Regions from separate parts of the Sus scrofa genome. Here region 1 is linked to region 2. A link is a contact called in public Hi-C data. All regions are on one chromosome and are shown on one strand. Each heading gives the region's core, a stretch centred on a gene start, on an enhancer-like site or on the middle of the called end of the contact. The rest is flanking DNA. Distances are from core to core; before and after follow the strand shown. Region 1 has its middle 43 kb from the start of BHLHE40. Region 2 overlaps SUMF1 (sulfatase modifying factor 1).

Evidence for each region. A called contact is a pair of places that touch in the nucleus more often than the background predicts.
Region 1: a Hi-C map of omental adipose tissue shows a contact between it and region 2, with 1.7 times the contacts expected there. The contact joins two enhancer-like sites. A contact is called at or near these places in 7 of 47 Hi-C or Micro-C datasets (embryonic fibroblasts, heart right ventricle, omental adipose tissue and 3 more) and 1 of 2 datasets of contacts at active chromatin or transcription factors (alveolar macrophages).

What each region holds. Positions count from the first base shown.
Region 1 is chr13:61,567,535-61,574,605 of Sscrofa11.1, forward strand. No RefSeq gene overlaps it. Among named protein-coding and RNA genes, the nearest start is that of BHLHE40, 43 kb to the left of the region's middle. Within about 2 kb of position 4,922, at least 66 of the 83 cell types and tissues checked have an H3K27ac peak or open chromatin away from gene starts, as enhancers often do. A contact at or near this core is called in omental adipose tissue, where this site is marked.
Region 2 is chr13:60,940,688-60,947,440 of Sscrofa11.1, forward strand. SUMF1 (sulfatase modifying factor 1) reads right to left here. Exons shown (of 9, transcript NM_001244932.1): 9 at 6,035-6,753. Among named protein-coding and RNA genes, the nearest start is that of SUMF1, 93 kb to the right of the region's middle. Within about 2 kb of position 2,429, at least 7 of the 83 cell types and tissues checked have an H3K27ac peak or open chromatin away from gene starts, as enhancers often do. A contact at or near this core is called in omental adipose tissue, where this site is marked.

The DNA.
Region 1 (7,071 bases), core at 3,672-6,171, 630 kb after region 2:
AACTGTGGCAACGCTGGTTCCTTAACCTACTGTGCCAAGCTGGGGATCCAACCCGCATCCCAGTGCTCCAGAGACGCCAGTGATCCTGTTGTGCCACCGAGGAAATTCCTGTTATGGGCGTTTTACTGTTAATACTTTTTACCACTTCTTTTCGTCTCTTTCTTCACCTCCATCTCATACCCATTTTGCAGGCAAGGAGAGAGGCCACTTGGAGTCAGAGCGTGCTGGGCTGCAGTGCCCATTCCCAGCTTAGTGACGCCTGCCAAGCCACTTCGTCCCTCTGGCCCTCAGCTTCTTCATCTGTAAGCTGGGGCTATGTTAAGAATCCTGCAGTGTGGCAGAGTTGATGAGCTAATAGACCTAATGCCTAGCACATGCCTCACCTTCAAAACATGGTAGTCATTAGCATGATTACTGCTAAGTGAACTGCTGGAGACCACACAGCGAGTGAAGAGCCAGTTTCGACTCCTGGTCAGCTGAGTCTAGAGCACACACATTTCACCACACGGGACTGACTCACTGAGAAACCAGGAAAGTGGCACCTCAGCTGTAAACCCTCTCTCCCACAGGCAGACATTCACACACAGGGAGTGGACACTTGTTTTTGCCTGCCCAGCAACCATTCCCTTTCATTCTAGAAACAGCTTCCACCTCTTTCTCAGTCTGTGAGATATTTATGATGGGAAAGGAGGATTTTGTTTTGGTTTGGTTTGGTTTTTTTGTTTTTGTCTTTTTAGGGCTGCACCCTCAGCATATGGAAGTTCCCAGGGTAGGGGTCCAATTGGAGCTGCAGCTGCCAGCCTACACCAGAGTCACAACAACACCAGATCCAAGCTGCATCTGCAACCAACACCGCAGCTCACGGCAATGCTGGATCCTTAACCCATTGAGCCAGGCCAGGGATGAACTAGTCACCATGGATACTAGTTTGGTTTGTTACCACTGAGCCAGGATGGGAACTCCTGAGGAGATTTCTTTCTAATGAAGTTGTTATGCCAATAGAATGAAAGTCCAGGGCTACCGGGAAAATTCTTGGCTACTTCCTGGGCCCACAAAGGCACAGTTGAGATAGAGAACAACCAATCCTAAGCATTTGGGCACCTGGATTCAGCTGTGCCTGAAGCCATCTCCTGAATCTCTCCCCCTCTAGCTGATTTAAACCCAGTTTCTCTTCCTTACAACCAGAGTCCCTGACTGACTAATGCAAGTCTTGTCTGATGCTAAGGTCCATGTACTTTAAACCATCCCAGACTGACTCAACAGTGTAGAGACAAAAGAGGAAAAAGGCAAAACAAATAAATCAAAAACTTTCTCTTTCTCACTCTCCTTCATCTTACATACATGGCTCTTCTGTTAATGGTTGCTAGATGAGTGTACAAACATGTCCAAGAAAGTCCCTTCACGTTACCACTTATTAATAACCTAGTTACCTGCATAAACATCATGATTTTTTTGTGTCAGTACCATGGCTGTCCACATATAACCTGTGTCAATTCCAGCAAAATATATCAAGCCTCCATTTCGCTTCCCCTATGAGAAAACTAGGGTTGGCAGAAGCTAAGTAAGAATATGGGATTTTCTACTCGTAGTTTGGGATTGTCCTTTCTGTTCAACTCTTCCAAAGTAAGAATAATTCAGCAAATATTTACTGTCTCCTTCCCTGTTCCACTCTCCCTAGTTGCCTTAATCAGGATAATCAAGAAAAGTAGAACCATGCCACCATTTCTTAGATAGTTAGCATTCCACCCAACAGAAAACAAGCTCTGTCCTCTCCCTTCCCAAGGATGTACATCTTCCCTCTTTTACTTATAGACCGTGACGCGGCAGGCCTGGGTCTTGACCTCCAAGCTGGCTTTGGTTACTGAGGGCTTTACGAGCCCATCTGTTGGGCTGTTGAATCACTGAGTCATGAAGAGGAATGTCTCCCACTGAACATCACACTGGAGCAGCTCAACTTCCAGCTAAGCTGGCTGGTGACCTGGCCACCCCCGAGGGGAGAAGATGGGAGATGTGGGAGGTGAGGAGCCCGCTTGACGCAGACGGTCACCCCATGATGACCTCACCTGCCAAACCAGTGACTCACTCTTGCTTTGCCCCCTCCCGGCCAGATCTTGCTCATTTGGAATACCTGAGGGGAATACCAGTCTCCTGCACTGAGTGAAAACACACGATTGTGAGCTATTTTTAAAGGTGTGACGTTGTCTTACTTTCAAGTGGAGGCAGCAACCTCTGCCAGGCTAAGAAATGGGTCTCAGGTTTAAAGCTGCACCTGCTTTAATCAACACATAAGAATTCCCTTTTGAAAAGAAAAAGTCAGATAAGGATGGGGAATGCTAAGGCAGTTTCCTTTCTTTTTAAACAATTTTTTTCATTATGATAAAATCTACATAACATAAAATGTATCATTTTAATCATTTTAAGCTTACAATTCAGTGGCATTAAGTACTTCAAAATGTTGTGCAACCATCACCGTCACCCATTTCTAGGACTTGCTCACCATCTTCAACAAAAGTTCTACACCCGTGAAACAGTAACTGCCAATCCCCTCCTCCCCTCAGCCCCCATCTCTATCTTTATACCTCTATAAATGGGTCTATTATAGCTCTTATAAGTGGAATCAAGTAAAATTTGTCCTTTGGTGACTGACTTATTTCACTTAACATAATATCCTCAGGATTAGCCTATGTTGTAGCCTGTGTCATATGTTCATTCCTGTTTAAGGTTGAATAATAGTTCATTGTACCTGTATGCTACCGATTATCTAACTACTCAGGAGGGCTGTGATGATGAACTTAGATTCTGGGAAGAAAAGTGCTTAATTTTTTTTTTTTTCTTTTTTTTTTTTTAAGGGCCGTACCCATTGCATATGGCAATTCCAAGGTTAGGGATAGAATCGGAGCTGTAGCTGCCTGTCTACATCGTAGCCACAGCAATGGTGGATCTGAGCAAGTCTGCAACCTACACCACAGGTCATAGCAATGCCAGATCCTTCACCCACTAAGCAAGGCCAGGGATCAAACTCACATCCTGCAGGATACTAGTCAGGTTCATTACTGCTGAGCCACAATGGGAACTCTGGAAAGTGCTTTCTGAATTCTAAAATATCCTGCAGAATTGTTCTCACCTTGTTTACAGTATTTGCTTAGCAATGTTTTTTCCCCATGGGGATAAAAGTTACCCTACCCTAGCTTGCTTTAAAATTATAATACATTTTAGATGGAAATGGTCTGAATAAATATGCTTTTCTTGAGGTGTTTGTGTATAGTGCTTTCTCTCCACTCTCTCCAAAGCTGAGTGCAATTGTACTGAATGTCCACTCTGGATCCTCACACGAATTTATTAGTTACCAAGTATTAATCTACCAGCTATGGGACTCGGACAAATTACTTCACCAGTTTGTGCCTCAGTTTCCTCATTTGCAAAGCAGGGTCCAAAGTAATAGAACTGACTTCAGAGAGTTGTTGTACCAAGAGTGGTAATGACTAGTGGGTGCCTGATGTACAGTGGGTATTCAGTGTTAGCTGCATTTGTTATTATTATATAAGCCTTATTCCTTTTTTAGGATTATTTTTGTCCTGACCTTCTCAGTTATTATTCACACAGAATTAAAAATTAAATGCATGGTCTCCGCGCAGTAAAAAAATGCAGTCTTGGTTCCAGAGACTAAAGGTCATACCCACCATTTTAATTCATGGTTCCAGAGGCTGCTTGGTAATGGTTAAGATCTCTGGTTTAGGATTCAGTTCTGATTTTACCCCCTAATCGGTCTCAGATTTACTGGATATTCTGAGTTTTCTTCTCTAGAATGGGACAAGACCTACCTCTTAAGGTTGTGGGAAAGAATAAATGAGTTCACTTCTATGTCTGGTTGAACGTGTTCAACGCCCCACTATTATTATCAACCCCCACTCCCTTAGCCTGGCACAGTCTAGGTGCTCAATTAGCTTGCCAAAGCGAACTAAAACAAACTGCTTCACTGAGGGTAGCTTCAGCCAGAGAATCTTTTGAAGATAATCATTAGAAACTGCTCCTTGAAAGAAAAGAAAAAAAAAAAAAAAAAAAAAAGCAAAAACTTAAAGGACTGAAAAATCAGTTCTGCCTCATACAGGTTGTTTTAGGGCTCCTTTTTGGTCTTCCGATTTCACCCCCCTCCCGCCCCGCGCGCGCCTCCCCGCCCAGGGATGTTTCTAGACACTTGGTGAGAGTGCTTCGAGATCTTGATAATCCTGTAGAATAAGGAAGGTGGCCCTGCAGGGCGCCCCCAGGGGAAAATCCGGGAGGCGCAGCCCTGTCCCCCTGCGCGAGCATCCTAGAGCCAGTGGTTTCCTGAGTGGGCCGTGCTCCGGGTCACTTCTCGAGGGCGGGTTGGCTTCGCCAAGGCTACCAGGATGCTGTCGTCTCCATGACAACGGAGTGCGGGCGAGGAGAGGCAGCAAGCAAGTGGTGTCATCCTCCGAAACCAAAAGCCCCCGCCCCCACGCGGGCCGGCCCCAGGCCGCAGGCGGTGGAATTCTTCTGGGAAGGCGGCTGACGTCGCGGGCGGCCCTGGCCCCAGCCTTGGCAGCGCTGATGCAAGCGCAGCCCCGTGCCTGCAGGCAGGCAGCCCCGGGGGAGAGTTGGCGCTGCGCTCCGTCTTGTTCCCTTCCGGCCACCCCGCCTGGTTTTCCCTGTGCAGAGTCAACAGCTCCTGGGTGCTTTCTCACTGACAGGCCCAGTGGAGGGGGGGGGGGGGGGCGGGGAAATGCCCAAACCAGTTCTCCCCCTCTGCTCTTCCCAGACTTCTCAGGAAAATCCGAGCCTCCCAACCTGGCCACGTTTGGATCAATGGGAAGGGCTCTGGCGGCTCTCAACCGCTCCCCGGAGAGGGCCCAGGTTGCCTGAGATACCTGGTGCCAGATGATGCCAAGTAAACCGCCCGGATCACGAGGGAACCTTGTGTCTCTACACAGCAAGGCGGTAAAGGGCCTCCGGGGTGGAGATGGTGCAGCCAGAGCTGGTCTCCATCGCCCTCTGCTGGGCAGAAGATAAGGTTGCTCTAAAGTTCCCGCTGGGACCTCCCAAAGGGAGGGAGGTGGGTGGTGGAGTGGGGGCTGTAATATTAAGAGTTCACCCTCCTAAAAAAAAAGACAGACCAGGAAACCGAGGCTCAGAGAGGACAAGGGACCTGTCATTTGTTTTGCAGCTCCTTTAGGTCCAAGTCGGAACCAAAAGTCGAATTGACACCCTCATTGAACGATCTCTAGGTTTTGGGGGGTTTTTGGTTTGTTTTCCTCTTTCTAGGGCTGTACCTGTGGCATATGGAAGTTTCCGGACTAGGCAGCTGCCAGCCTGTGCCACAACCACTCAAGATCTGAGCCAAATCTGTGACCTACGTCATAGCTGGGGTCAACACGAAGCCAGGGGTCAAACCCAAAACCTCCTGGATACAAGTCGGGTTCCTAACCTGCTGGGCCATAAGGGGAACTCCCTCTAGGGTTGTTTTAAAGTGAGAAGTCATCCCACTCTTTATCATGGAGATGGCTCTTTACACGCCCCCACACTGTGAGGCCTTTCTCCATTGCTATATCACAACACATCACCAGTTCCAAGTGTGGTCCAGGACCCACCCTCTGTGTGTGGGGGTGGGGTGGGGGAATACCCAAACTCAAAACTATTTTTATAGCAAAACTAGGAGGGTATTTGCCTTTTTCACTATTTCTCTCTTATGTGTGCAGTGGAGTTTTCCAGAGTTCACATGACATATCATGCTCCAAAAGACTGAATGCAGAAGCAGGTATGAGTATCTAGACTTCTTCTATTAAGGCAGACATTTAAAGGGATTTGCAAGCATGTGAACCTATGTCACTCTTCTTATTAATTCTTTTAGTTTTAGAAAATAAGGCTAATGAAATTTTTTAAAAAGAATAAGGAAAGAAAAAATAGAAAATATGACCATTTTAATAAAATATGTTTTATATATAGGTAAGATTTATTTATTTTAATTTTTTTTTTTTTTTTTTTTTTCTTTTTTTAGGGCTGCTCCTGCAGCCTACAGAAGTTCCCAAGCTAGGGGTCTAATTGATGCTGCAGCTGCCGGCCTACACCACAGCTCACGGCAACACCAGATCCTTAACCCACTGAACAAGGCCAGGGATCAAACCTGAGTCCTCATGGGTACTAGTCAGGTTTGTTACCGCCGAGCCACAATGGGAATTTCCAAAGTTTATTATTTTAAGGTGAATTAACAATGTTTGTAAATATTACTAGTTTTCATTTCTGACATGGTAAATACTGATAGATAGAACCCACATAAACAAAGCTGGTTAGGATCCTCACCAGTCTTTAAGAGTGCAATTTGAGCCTGCGACCAAAAAGTCTGAGAATAGCTGCTCTGGGAAGTAGCCTCTTCCCAGTCACTGTTACGTCATTCTCTTTTATATACTTCACGGTCCTTTTCACTAAAGCAATTGCCTTGTTTTCATTATTGATCAATCAACTGGAGATCTCATTCAAATGCAGGTTTGGATTCTGCAAGTCTGGGGTGGGGCCCAGAGTATGCATTTCTAATCAAAAGTGCTACTGACACTGCTGGTCCAGGGACCACACTTCGAGAAGCACTTTTTTAGGGTTTGCTCTGTCTTTTTAGATGGTGCTTGCTGGGGACTTATCCTGTAAAAACAAATCAGGTGGCCATTCCATGTCAGCAGTGGGAGAGAAAGTTTACAAGTAGGATCCCCTCCTGTTTGCTCAGGGCTAAGGACCCTTGGAAGAAATTGTGAGTCATTTAACTTACAGATTGGGAGGGATAGAAAAATGGTGTCAGGGCTTAAGAGGAAATGGAGCTGCCTTTGAAAATATGCATTGAGCTTCAAACAGTAAACTGTAGAGCAATTCAATTAATGAGCATTAAATCAGATTACACCAGGGCCTACATTGCTGAAAGCTACCCATAAAACAGAAATTATGCTTCATCAGCTAGAATCATCTCCAACTCTCAAAGCACTTAGTAGATAGTTGAATAATGGGAATTTCAGTTGTCATGAAAAAAAAAAAAAAAAAAAAAAAAAAAAACCTTTACTGTGAGAAGGGGAA
Region 2 (6,753 bases), core at 1,179-3,678:
TTCTTTGGACCTTTGGACATCGTTTTGAGGGTTTTGTTTTCATTGTTGTTATTTTTTTTTTTCCCCAAGGCATGTGGAAGTTGCCTGGCCAGGGATCGAACCCATGCCACATCAGTGACCTAGCCACTGCAGTGACAACTCCAGATCCTTAACCCGCTGTGCCACAGGAGAACTCTCCACCTGGAGTTTTAAATCTGGTAATTTATGAGGTTAGAGTCTAGATCATGGACCAATCATCTCAGAGAAAAATTAAATAAGAAATAATTTAAATGACTTAGCAGAATTACCTTTTAAAAAAATTCTCTGGAATGCAAATTAGCATTGAAAACATATGTAACATTAACAGGCTAGTCAACATATTATTGGCCAAGATTCTGCCCTCCCTTGTCTGTTTTCTTTCTTTTAATTATTGTTATGCCTACAAATGACATTTTCTTGATATTAAACCTGCCAGAGGTTCTTTGTGAGAGAGACTGAAGAGGAAAAGCTTCAGAATTATACAATGTATGTAGAAATAACCAGATCTAATTTTCTCCTTTAAAGAGAACTTTGGGGAACAGATGGACGGTACAATATCAGCACATTTTTCAAATTTAAGTATTAACAGAGGTTTGGGAATCAATCATGTCAGCTTTTCTTTCTTTCTTTCTTTTTAAGTGTTTGAGATAGAGGTCTAGTTAAGCTTTTAAATCCAGCCTCTTTGATCTTTCTCCCTCTCAGCTCACTTGGCTCTCTGTTCTAAGCTGAACCCCAGGATTGATCAGGACTGTTTGGTGGTACCTTCCTGCTCCTCTATCTTAATAATCATACTCCTAATAGAAACAAGTACTTAGTAAGCACTTTGCCAAAGTAATTTGTGCTAAATATTTTTGCATCATTTCATATCTCCCCACAAGCCCAAGAGGTCATTGCCCCCATTTGCCTGAGAGGGCATTACTTGCTAAGGTCACAAGGTAGGTAGGTGGAGGGGTAGGTAAATAATCCCAGATAATCTTATTCTGGTGCTTTTTTCATATGATGCTAAACTGCCTTTTAAAGAAGCTAATGGAAGAGATTAAAGGGCATCCTTAGGTGTCAATTAGAAGTAAATAAATTAAATTTTATTTGTCAAGTGTCTGAAACAGAGAAAAACTATAGTCTTCAAAAAAGCAACCACAAAGGGCCCTTCTTCACAGGCACCAAACTAAATGCAGGTGAACTTTTTATCAGTGCCACCTGACAAGGAAGGGCTTATCTCTGTTCCCTGATTGACTGTTAGTTGGTTTCACTTTCCCCCTCAGTGTTGATTCAGAGCTTCTAATGTTACCCTGTTGAGGTGCCAAATTTACATGCTGGAAAAGAGTTGCTCTGATGGGTGTTCCATTTCCTCAGCAAAGAAAACAAGGAGTTTGTAAAACATGGCCCCGACCCAGGGGTAGGAAAGGATCTACCAGACCTTTATTTACTCTGAAATGGAATCACCTTCTTGCCTGACAATGGTGACTAATTCCAAAGGCCCAACCAGCCTTCTCATAATGATGATTTTGGGGTCAATTACCATTTGGGGGCAGATTAGAATCTGATTTGAAGCTGAAAAATTCCACCCCTTGGCGATAATCCCGTCAACTTTCCAATCCTAAATAGGGCAAGTTTCAGAGAAGAGCATTTCTCATTTTACAGCCTATCTGAATACTATTTGTAATGATTTTGCTTAATCAAAAAATTAGATTGCTGCTCCAATGGCCTCAACATAAAGAGTCAGGCATTCTGGCCTGCTGCCAGAGCTCCGTCTGAGGCTCTTGGAGTTAATAATTTCCACGGCATTTTTAAACAACAAAGGCCATCTTTTACTAATAGCATGACTGATTCTGGCAAAACCTATAAAAACAAGGCCTACTCTGGGGTAGTTTGTATTACAGAGAACTAAGTTTTAATAAATGACACTCACAGTCAAGAAACTGACATTTCTGCTATTCTTTGATATTTGTCTGCAAATTCAGTAGTAAGTGCCAGTTAATGAAAATGAACTGTTGAGAGCACTGCTGAGATTACCCATGGCTGTTAAATGATTTTAGGTGGGATGGCATGGGGATGGAGAGAAGGCAATTCTGCTAAGATGATGTCCTGGGCAAGCCACTGCCCTTTCTCACAGTTGGACATTTATAACTGGTACATTATTTACTCGATCATTTTCCAGAAAGGAATACAAGATTTTGTGCTCCTTGAAATGAATAAATTTTCATAATCTAGGTTGAAAACTTGCACCCTCCAGACTAAATCTGGCTACAGAAGCAATTTATTAGGTCTTCACAGTGTGTATTCGTGTTTGTTTTTCGAGGGTTTTTTGTTTTTTGTTTTTTTGGCCACACCTGTGGCCTGTAGAAGTTCCTGGGCTGGATTCAACCCCCTCTAGAGTTGTAACCTGTGCCATAGGTGCAGCAATGCGAGATCCTCAACCCATGACGCCATGGGAACGTCCAGTTTTGTTTTGTTTTTTAAATCTGATTTGGTTGCCAACATTAAAAACTCAGAAGACTTCACATGAGAATGCAGACAACCAGCTACTCACAGAAACTGGGGTACAGAGCAACTCTGGGCTGGCACTGCTGCACAGCAGCCATGGGAGGGCAGAGCAGTGGCAGCGCCTTTAGAATGGGCATCACTCACACATTCAGCCTGGGCCCTGTTCCCTCGAGAGCCAGGCTCCACACCTCCTGAATTCCACCTAATCGCCAGCCTGCAGGTTAACTCCCTGATGAGAAATATTGCCAGTGGGGAGGTTAGTGGAAGGAATGAGGAAGAAATGCATGCAAAATATCATTTTATAAAGAAAAATAAATCCCACCTTAGTCTCTTGTATGAAATTCCTAAAGTCTCAGAACCAAAAAAAAACCCCATATTTCCTTATTTTTTTCAAAATACTCCTTTTATTAAGTCCACTATGGATTTTACCACATAAAACAATTCTGTGTAGCCTGAAAACATAAGCCATTTTGAAAAGGTGAGGGCAAGAAGCCTAAAATTGTGAGCTTCTCATAGATGAAAGACCTGTTGCCTTATTTTATGTCAACAATAGAATTCTCAGTAAAGACGGTCCATTTCTACAGAAGTTACCAATATATTAGTTTGGAGCCATTACCCCACCACATTCTAGCCCAAATAAATACTTACTAAAATGAACAGCATCTCTTTTTTTTCCTAAAGGGTCATATGGACAACAGAGATGCTTTATCAAAACAAACAAACAAACCAAGGCAGGGAGGGAGGACTTAAAAAAGAAAAGTCTTCATTGATGCAGATCTGTATTTCATTTTAAGCTGTAGGCTGAACCATACAAAGTTCGAGGTCTCTGTGTAATTTGATGCTTTCCAAGAAGGAAACATCACTCTTGATCAAGATGACCATCATTCCCCATCCCTTTCCCTCTTCTAAACATGTTTACATGGCTTTTAAAAAGAAGATGTGACTTGTTACCTAATCAGCCCCTTGCGTACACCCCTAAAAATAAAGAAATTGTCCAGGATTCAGGACCAAAGCAGATTTGAGAACACAGATTAAATTTCCTCTATGCTTCAATGGGGCAAAAAATGAAATAGAAGCATAGACCCAATATATGAGCTCCTAAAAAAACAAGCAGCAGTAACAACAAAACAGAGTCTCAACATTGGTACTGGCTTATCAGCCAAGTAATCTGTTTTGCTACAATGAATATTTCTTTGATGCAGAAATAGCTCATAAGTGATTAGTAAACATAAGTTGGAAGACAGAAGGATGTGGAAGTTATGTTGGGGTATATGTTATTAGAGATGTGTTTTGAAACAATCAGGGGTAAACATTCTTGCAACTTAAAACTTTAACAATATATGAAGATCTCTCCCCACCCCAATTTTTTTAATCCTCTGGAAGCATAAATAGTGATTTAGTGGCTTCAAAATAGCTAAAATCTGCCCTATCTTAATCTCTCTGAAAATCTGAGCATTCAAATAAAGATACTACAAAAAATTCCCCCATCTTAAAAAAGATTGATACAAAAATCTAAACTCCGATTTTTTTTTTTTTTGCCTTTTTTTAGGGCCACACCTGCAGCACATGGAGTTTCCCTGGCCAGGGGTCAAATCGGAGCTACAGCCACCAGCCTATACCACAGCCACAGCAATGCAGGATCCAAGCTTCGTCTGCAACCTACACCACAGCTCATAGCAGCACCGGATCCTTAACCCACCAAGCGAGGCCAGGGATCAAACCCGCAACCTCAGGGTTCCTAGTCAGATTCGTTTCTGCTGTGCCACGATGGGAACTCCCCAATCAGATCTTTACTTTTGATAGAAGTGGTCTCCATTAAAAGCAAATGCCATTAAAAACTTATATCTTAACACTCTACTATTATATATATATAATATATATATTATATTTACATAAATAGATAAATAACAAGTACCTACCATATAGCACAGGGAACTATATTCAATATCTTGTAATAACCTATAATGGAAAAGAATCTGAAAACAAATACATATATGAGTAACTGAATTAGTTTGCTGTATATATGAAACTAACTCAACATTGTATACTTCGATAAAAACAAAAACAACCAAAAAACTAACATCTTGGAGAAGGAAGAAGGAGGCACCCCAGGGCTTAGGGCCACAAAGGACTGACTGGCTGAAATGATGGCTTCAAAAGACACTGCAGATTTAACTGAGGATCATTATTATTTTTGATAGTCCTCTGGTTACAAAGTTCCTTAAGATTTCAGTGGTTTCTCCCTACCTCTATTTCTCCCTTACGCTCCCTACTTTTTAGGTATGATTTTACAAAAGGTGAGGTTTTTTTCAAGAATGCACATATGGCATTAAGGCTGCAATCATTATACTACAATGTTGTCAGTCTGTTCATAAGTTAACACTCAATATTACAAAGGGTAGTGGCCACAGCTGTCAGTAGTTTGGTGCAATCTCTAGTCAGTAACCTAATAATGTGTTTTTTAAAAGAAGGGCTGGTTACGATTTCATTTTAAATGCTTTCTAACATTGTGCTCTTACTAAAAATGCAATTCTAAAGACTAAGCCAAAACACGCCCCCAAATATTTATGCTATATAACATTAATTACCAACAGAAGAATCCAAAATATACACACTAAAACTATAACCATGTAAAAAAATACAAGCAGGTGGGAGGTAATAAGTAAAAACAAAAACTGTGCTTGAGTAGTGGTGACTTTAAGAATAAAATACCTATTTCTTCCACTAGCTTTTTCAATGTAGTAAGTTTTTTGTTTGTTTGTTTTGCCTGGTGTTAATCATCAATTGGTGAAAGTTTATAAAGAAACATTTTCTTTTTTTCTTTTTTTTTGGAGGGGAGGGGCATGCCCATGGCATGCAGAAGTTCCCAGGCCAGGGACTGAACCCACACCACAGCAATGACAACATGGGATCATTAATTGCTAGGCCACCAGGGAACTCCAAGAAACATTTTTTATCCACAAAGTGGCAGATTAGCAAATGTGGCCCAACACCCCAGCAACACAAGAAAAAGTTTTTCAAGATAAATCTTTTAATATTAGGAGGCTAAGCACAAAAGTAGCAATGAAAAGTTGGCTGAACACTTATGAATATTATTGGACTTACTTTACGAACAACCAACATAAAGATGAGCCACTCCTGTCAAATGCCATGCTAGAAATGAATTGAGGGTCTTCAAGAACTGGGGAATCAGGCTGAGGTCCTGATGACAGGGACCTCTGGTTGGAAGCCATTACTCTAAAACAGGTGCTTTCCTGGCATGTGAAGCAGTAATCGGGTTTTACAGAATGGAACCACCACCCTTGACTTTGCCTCATCTACTGAGGGAAGGTCACCGTTAGGTTCCTGGCTGAAGCCTTGCCTTGGGGAATAAAAGTCCCCACAAACTGCTCACATATCAAAGTTATCAGGTAGCTAGTGGACATGAAAAGCTTTCTAGCAAAGAAAACACAGACATCATCACAAAGTCATTTCTTTCAAAGAAAACATAATAGAGGGAAATGGAAAGGGAACCAATGAGAGTGAAGCCTGATTTAGCAGATACCAGTTTATTCAACATAGTGCATGATCCAAAGCATCTGATATTCCACAGCCAACAAGATTTCCTACTTCTCTATTACAAAATACTGGATACCTTGAATATAGTCAATTCAAGGTTCTTGTTCCTTTTTTCCTACATCTAGAATTAAACAAGTTTCTCCATGTGGCACAGATTTCACATTCACCAAAGGCTTTGGGGAGAGGGGGAAATAGGGCTTATAACTGCCCCCTGAACCAAAGGCACTTAATTTTTAAAAATAAAGCACAGTAGAGTCACCCCACAGACATTCCTGCGAGTTCAGATTGCTGAACTTGAGAGCACATTGCTGGCCCAAGTGGGATGCATCATAACCATGTAAAAGACACTGATTTCCTTGACAAAACAAAGTGCAGTATGAATATAAAGAATCATCACTACCACCACCCTCATCCTTTTCTGAAAATAATATATAAGAGAACAATTATTTACATGATTAGTATCACCCAAGTTTCACACATGAAAAAAATTGCTAAAAAATAATCTGTCATAAATTCTCACTATGAAATCACAATAGAATCTGATATACTCAGAGAATTTGTGAGTGGGGAGAGAGCCTCAGAGACCATGTTGTGCACCCTGTCACTGGACCCATGAGGTCACTGAGGCCCAGGAAGGTCAAGTGTGGGACCCTGGGGTCTAATCCCCTGGGCAGAGCCTGGTAGAACACAGGC